Regions from separate parts of the Triticum aestivum genome. Here region 2 is linked to region 1. Evidence: chromatin contacts called from public Hi-C data. All regions are on one chromosome and are shown on one strand. The core of a region is the stretch at or near the end of the contact, and the rest is flanking DNA. Distances in the headings are between cores, read along the strand shown.

Region 1 (3,721 bases), core at 855-3,354:
CCGGTTAATACAATTCTAGCATGAATAATAAACATTTATCATGAATAAGAAAATATAAAATAACAACTTTATTATTGCCTCTAGCGCATATTTTCTTTAAATACATTCAAAATAAAAAGGAGATAAAGAATCATCTTTTTCTTTTTTTGCAGGAAGTGATAAAGCTCATCTAATAAACTCAACAAAAATGAAGTTTTGTTTGGAAGTGTCATGGAAGTGAACTCTAGGCAGTTCACGTGTGTGACTGGTTGGACCTCCTCCTGCCCTCTCTATTGGTTCGGCGTGTTCGATCGCCGGTCGTTGGTGTTGCTGCTGCCTATTGGCATTTGTAGAAATGTAAATGGTACAGATAATTTCCGCTCCGAATCCATATCCACATCCGTTTTTAAGGATATGGTGTGCACTTAAACGAATCCGCCAGATATGAATGCGGTTACGAATTTTGATCAACCGGATATCCGGCGGATATGGTATCAGTAATATATGGCGGATGTGAAATATCCGAGGTTATCAATTTTTTTAGGAAGATGCGAGGTTATCAAATAGGATTATGCGATAATTTATCCCTTGACAAGCTTAAATACTACAAATGGAATCACCACATATAAATTATTACCTATTGGTGTGGGCAAATTTTAGCATGGTTTCTTACCCCCTCCACCCCACCCCACCTGCCCATATAAAAGGTAAGAGTACATAATAGATATGAATCATTGATTAAGTAGTGGTCGGATTAACTATTATCTTCTTACCTTTCATGTTAGATTAGGGGGTAAAAGGGAGCATGTTAAAGTTACTAGTGTGTGTGTTATTGACTCCAAAGGACTTGGCCACTCTCTAGTGTTATGTGGTTGGATAAAAAATAGATATGTTCATATTATCTGCATGCTAGTACTAGAAATAAATCATGTGTCATTGCAGGTATAACCCGGTATATTTTATCCGTTTTCGATCCAAGTCCGCGGCGTTTTCACCCCAAATCTATAACCAGATAAAATCCATATTCCAATCAGCATTCTGTCATTATTCGCTTCGCTCCGAGTCCGATAACAAAAAAATATGATAAAGGATGTAGGAAACGGAAATCCATTTATGCTCCCGGGAGCGCGCGCTCCTGCACACGGAAAAAATATTTCAATGTGTGAAAAAAATTCCAAACAAAAAATTCGGAGAAAACCGACATTTTTCGTGACTTATGTAAAAGGAGAAAAGGATGTCTTGTGAAAATCATTTTTAACACCGGATTTTGTCTTTTTCACACACGACACATAAGTTGTCGGTTTTCCGCGAAACGACTTTGCGAGCATGTGCAATATCGAGATGTACGCGCCAAGTTTGTTTTAAAATTTTTTGACATTTAAAAATATGTTTAAAACACATTTTTAAAATCAGGAGTGCGCGCTCCCACGTGTCAGAACGCCACTCTCGGAAAGCATTATCTTACATCCCTACCGTATTAGTCTCTCCCTAGTTTACTCCATGCCGCAAACAAAGATACTTCCTCTCTGCATATTAGAGTTAACTGAAGTCAAACTTCATAAAGTTTGACCAAGTTTATAAAAAACAATACAAACATTTACGATAACAAATTTATATGATGTAAAAGTATATTCAATGATAAATCCAATGATACTGATTTGTTATTGTATATGTTAACATTTTTGTTTATATCCATCCAATCAAAATTTACAAAGCTTTATTTTTTGAGATGAAAATTTACAAAGCTTGACTTTGAGTAAAGCTAATATGTGGACTAAATAAAAACGGAGAGAGTACTAACCAACACCGGAACGATATAATCAATGGCTGCCATATGTTGGCACGCGGCTTTGGACCCCGGCATTAAGACGATCCAAAAAAAGAGATCAGGTATCCATCCAATCAATGGCTGCCGAATCTGCAACAAGACACGCGCCTCGGACCTCACCCGTGAAACATCTGGTGCCCGGTCCGCTTCCTCTCCCCCGTCCCCGTGCGAAGGCATCCGTGTCGCGCAAGGAAGGAAAACACATCAGGAGCGGAAAGGATCCTGCGAAATAACAGCACGAATGGAAAGGATCTTCGGGAAATAAAGTGCAGGTGAAGGGTCCGGGTGCAAGGGCGGCACGCGGCGGGCTCTGTTGCCGTTCCGGCCGAGTCAGCCTCCACATTAACCTAACCCCTACCTGGCGACGGCCGGTCGCACGCGAGGCGGACGGCCCACCCGCCACAAATCCCAAACCCCGCCGCCGTCCACCGGCGGTAGAAGTAGAACCCCAGCGCCGGCTGCCGGCCGACCGTGGCGCGGGCGTCACGTCGCGCTAGCTTTTGCTGGGCGCGACGCGGTCCGACCGGACCCGTTCGTTCGTTCGTGCCTGTAGCGGGTCTTCCCTGGGAAGGCAGCGTCGCGGTCGCGGTCGCAGTCGAATCGCAGCTGCCGCGTCCGTATCGCTGGGGGCGGGGGCTTTCTTTCCGTTCCGTCTTTCCCCGTGCCTCGTCTCCCTCGCCTCCACTGCTCGATCGCTACATAGCATAGCTTACCATACATAGGACGCTGCCGCGTTGTTTTCCTCGCCCTCCCCTCCCGCCCGCCGCGACGACCACGGCGTGCATAGGACGGCAGGATCGGCAGTGCTGGTAGGCGCGGCAGATACGAGAGTGGCTATGTTGGCTTGGAAGGCGGGTTAGTAAGGTTGCAGCAGCGTCGTCGTGGGCCATGGATGTCGTCGGGGAAGGAGCCGGCGCCGCCGCGGCGGCGGCTGGTGGTGGCGGTGGCTCGGGCGGGTTCATCCACTCCGTCGTGGGCCTCTCCTCCGCCTCCACGCCGCTCCTCTTCTGGCTCCTCACCGTCGCGCTCGTCGCCGCCATCCATGTCGCCTCCGCCTACATGTCGTCTTCCTCCTCCTCCCCAGGGTAAGACTGAATTCCATCTCCCGTGGGTTTGGGGTTTCTGAATTCCCGATCACTCGCCGCGCGCTGCTGTTGGTGGCACGACTGATTGGTGGGTCTCCTTGTTTTTGTTGTCATCAGGGGCGGGGATAAGGAGACAGAGAAGAGGCCGCGCCGCGGGGGCTTCCCCGGCGACGAGAGGGACGGGGAGCCGGACGCGCACGACGACAGGGTTCTCCAGATGATGCGCAGCTTCAGCTTCGTGCACGCCAGCGAGGAGGATTTCGTGGAGGGCATGGCCGCGTATGAACGCGCTTTCGACGACGCGCCGCCCGAGCCGGTCGCCCCGGCCTCGCCGCCGCCGGCTCCGGCCTCTCCGTCCAGCCTCAGCTTCAGCTTTCGGAATCAGATGCCTGAAATTCCGCGGGAGGCCCCGGTGGTTTCGACAGCAGTGCCAGTCCAGAAGGAGGAGGAGGAGCACGAACAGGAAATTCAATCGCCGATTCCATTCGCTCCGGTGGCCACGCAGGAGCGCGAGCACGAAGCAGAGGAAGCAGAGGTACTAGTGGAAAAAGAAGAAGACGACGATGAGCAGAGCGCGGAGGCTGTGCACGCAGAGCCGAAGATCGTTCCAGCCACGCACAACTACCGATTCCTAACGGAGCGGGACTTCCGTGGGTTCGTCAGGGAGCCGGCGACCATGACGGTGCGCGTCCAGGAGTCCTTCGTGCCGCCACCGCCGCTGCAGCCGCCGGCGCAGCCTGAGGAACGGAGAGTGGTCGACGTGTCCTCCCGCCGCGGCGGCTTCGTCACGGCGAAAGACCTCCGGCCGGCGGACAAGCCCGTCGCGTTC
Region 2 (3,993 bases), core at 1,467-3,966, 170 kb after region 1:
GCTATTGAGCCGACTCACAGGTATTGCAACTTCTGCTGAGCAAGGGGAGCTTTCGAAAGCAAAATGTGAAGCTTGTATGGATTGCAGGGCAGATAAGAGATCTGGCTCTATTGTTGCAGTTGACTGAGGACCCCAGGAGTGGGATAGCGCTCTTTGTGCCATTGAACTAGGCTTTTTAAATATCCTACAAATAGCCCAGGCATCCTGTCATCAGAAGATATATATCATATATTGAGATATTTTTTGGAATTTTAGCACTATAAGTAAATGTTTTGAATAAGAGGCTTACATTGGCTGGAATGTTTTTGTCTATTGGTACTTTAGGAAGTGATGGATCAGTTAGTGAAGGAAGCCTGAACTCATGCATCATCCAGTCAGTCTTGATCCCTTTTGCTGCTCTCCCTTTATAAAAAACAAGAGACTTCTTCAGGCCTATGCACTTGGTTCCCTCGGAGGAGTAAATGGGCCTATCTGTTCCTGTTGCTTTCCAGAATCCAGCTCCTGTGACTCTGTTTGGTCTAGCACTATTACGGTACTTCCGGTCCCTTGGGCAGTAGAAATACCATTCTTTTTCCCCAGAACTTGCTAGTTCTAAGTGAGAGCAAGGTAATGAATAAAATATTAGAGAAAGTAAAGGTGAACAATCCAATGCAATGAAGTAATGTTTGCAGATATTTAAGGAGAATAACTATATTTAGTTTGGTTTTCTGATGAGAAGGTTCCTAACTATTAGTGTAAAAAATGCTCTTATATTATGAAAATAAAGTCTATGTTTTGTGCGACTTTTGCTATAATTATGGTTACTATTATATTTTGAACACGTTGCATGCATACATAATGGATATGCACAATCTTGGATCTTCTGTGCTCCGTCTGAGTATGATATGGCCTTATTTACCATGACCACTAGTTTACCCATTGCTTGAAATATTGCTAGAAGATTGCCCAACTTGTATTAAGAGTAAAACTTTGTACTGAAGTGGATCAGAAATCACGAGTTCTCTCTCTTGTTCGTTTTAACTTTCATATAGGTTAACTATGAAGACTGTATCTTTGCTCTGTAGTTTCCCAAAAGTAAGGAGGCTATGAGTTTATCTTCCATGCATTCGGCAGAACCGCAGAAGCAAGATGGTGAGTGTGGAATAATTTTGAAATTCTATCTCATCTCTAACGTGGGGCATAATATCTGGTGTCTGCATGTTACTAGAGAGAGATGTCTTCCATTCATTCTATTGATAGATAAATGCAAAATTGTATATGCTGGCATTTATTTGGTTATTTGAAGCTAAAGCCTTTACAAGATCAAAGTTCCTTGTTGCTCCATTCAGTAACAAATAAGAACAAATCAAATAAGAACAATACATAGAAGGTAGCAGCTTACTTGGGAGATCCCATGGGTCATATTTGTAGATGTCCAGCTGCCTGATGAGCTCAATTGAAAGGGGTTTCTGCTGAATCTTTCGCTTGAGATAAAAACCTACCAGCTCTTCATCTGTCGGATGAAACCGGAAACCCGGCAGAAGTGCCTCCTCTAACTTGTCCATATCACTTCTCTCATCCATGACTAACAAGGGTGAAGCCTGATACAGGTTACACTGCTCTTGTATTACCTATATGGATGTAGTGTATGGTTTTAGGGTCGAAGTTCCCTAGGTGAAGACAAACTCACGAATCTGTCTCTAATACAGTGCAAGGACTTATCAACTATGCGCGGTCTACTATTTATATCCCTTGTTTGTGGCTTTGTGCTTGTGCAAAGATGGCAATGCTCTTACTGACAGTTATCTAATATGGTACAGGAATTTATCAACCCAGAAAAAAAATACAGAGATGGCTTGATGGACCTAAATATATGGGAAAGAATGAATAGAAGGCGAAGGCATCATGTGTAACTTGACGACATGAGGTAGGAAACTAGTACTTATATAACTACTGTGTAAGATTAACTGTTTCTCTGTTAGATTTCTAGGCTCCTATTATACAGCTGCTTAAACATGACTAGATGAGGCCCACACTCTGAAGCCCCCCTTGCAATAAGATAACATTTTATTCAGTCTCCTTTTGAATCTATTGGATTTATTTAATCAAGGATTAGTATCTCAACGAAGACAAGCTTGGCAACATATATGGGGATTATTTGTCCCTTTCACTTCACACCTAAATTATGATCTAGGACACCCTAAACAACCCCTAAAAAATATTCATAAACAGTAGTAGCATCATTTCTTTTATATATTTGTCAGTTTCGTAGAAATCAGGTATGGTTTGAACAGTTTCTTTAGTACTCCCTCTGTTCACAAATATAAGATGTTCTAACTTTTTAGTGAATTTGATGTCTACAGACATGTTTTAGTGTGTTTGTTCACTCATTTCAGTCCATATGTAGTCCATATTGAAATATCCAAAACATCTTATATTTGTGAACGGAGTGAGTACGCTTTGGAAGCTAAACACTTTCAAATACATCAACACCACAATCCAGGATTTATTCTTGCTAGATTAATTTTCTTGAAGAATACCAATACATATTCCTCCATTCTCTGGTTTAGAAACTCCCTTGTATGTAGAAAAGGATATCTCTTCTTACTACACATCATTTTCAGTACATATACGCTATTACGCTTCTGGTTGCATTCGAGATTTACTTTGCATAAAAAATTCCTTCTCTTTTACGGAATCATTTCTCACCACTGTCTAATTTGTTCTCACTAGGATGATCCATTTTGCACGTACTGGAGCAATGGTTAGCTTATTTCTACTGTTAACATCATTGATGGAAATTTGGATGAAAGTTGATGTGACAACAGATGTACACGGACCTATGAATTTGTGATTGCTACTTTTTGTTCTAAACCTGTGCAATAGCTTAACTGAAAAGGCGGGGTAACTGTTTAAAAACTGCACTGTGGAGAAACCTTCATCCCAGTTAATGTCATTAAAAAATAATCATCGTCATCTCCTGACAATGATAGCCTTAGCAGTGTAATTGCCTTCAGTTTTCTACCAAGAATCGTATATAACTCACTGCAAACTGTTGTCGCATATATTGATATATATCAACTTTTATTTCACAATCAGTCATTGTCGTAGAATCAATCTCAGCTTGCTTGAGTGCTTTATCGTATGTTCTGGTTCATCACCAATTGTATACAGTTCATTGCTCATTATTTTATAAGATCCTGTTTTTAAGTATCACAGTTAGCATAGTTAAATATGATGACTTGGTCATACATGATCTTGTAAAGCCTCTCTTTCTGTCAAAGGTATCCCCATTTTTTTGCCATGCTACTTTCTGTATCATCTTTCCTGCGCTGAATCAGCTGACATAATAATCATGCCAACGGCTTAAAGACAAGATTTTGGCCATGTTACAACTTACAAATAGCTTAGTACCAAAAAGAACTCAGAAATTTCCCATGCCTCCCCAATTCCAGGCAGGATATTATCACCCAATCAATTCCATGTTTTTGAAAACAAAACATGATCACGTTCACAACTCTTGTCTTCTACCATGATCCACATTGGGAGATGGTTTGGGTTGAACTCTTCAAACGCATACCTTCTCGATGTCCTTGTCGCATTGTTGGTTTGTAGTTCTTGGAGCACCAGAAGGTTCTTGCCAAAGGGGCATTATCTTTGTTTTATTGCCTAATTTGCGGGTTGGATTTTTCCTTTTCCAACTTTGTGAACTTGCTAAAAATAGAGCACACACCAACAAATGCATGTTTAGGACTCTGCAATCTACATTATGGTACCATATCTTCCAACCTGTGCTAGATTTTGTATCGAGGGTTGTATCTTCTGTTTGTTTGATAAGAAAAGGAGTCCCAGCTTTTGAGTCTTTGGGACTATCAAGCCAAATGTGCGTCAAGCTATAGTGCTGGAAATTTGCAGCCAAAGCGTGCCATCGGAGAGCTTACAGATATTCCATATCTTATATCTTAGGAGCATATAAAAACAGATACTCCCTCCGTCCCAAAATTCTTGTCATAG

What was found. Hi-C and Micro-C count contacts between places; a contact is called where the count stands out from the background.
Region 2: a contact with region 1 is called in a Hi-C map of leaf, with 7 times the contacts expected there. The contact joins the promoter of LOC123112129 here to the promoter of LOC123112124 in region 1. A contact is called at or near these places in 2 of 5 Hi-C or Micro-C datasets (leaf and an unstated tissue).

What each region holds. Positions count from the first base shown.
Region 1 is chr5B:406,506,779-406,510,499 of IWGSC CS RefSeq v2.1, forward strand. It overlaps LOC123112124 (protein piccolo), which reads left to right and starts at 2,105. Exons shown (of 5, transcript XM_044533046.1): 1 at 2,105-2,892; 2 at 3,010-3,721. The coding sequence starts at 2,696.
Region 2 is chr5B:406,672,342-406,676,334 of IWGSC CS RefSeq v2.1, forward strand. It overlaps LOC123112129 (protein FEZ), which reads right to left and starts at 2,717. Exons shown (of 3, transcript XM_044533052.1): 1 at 1,382-2,717; 2 at 290-591; 3 at 1-204. The coding sequence starts at 1,562.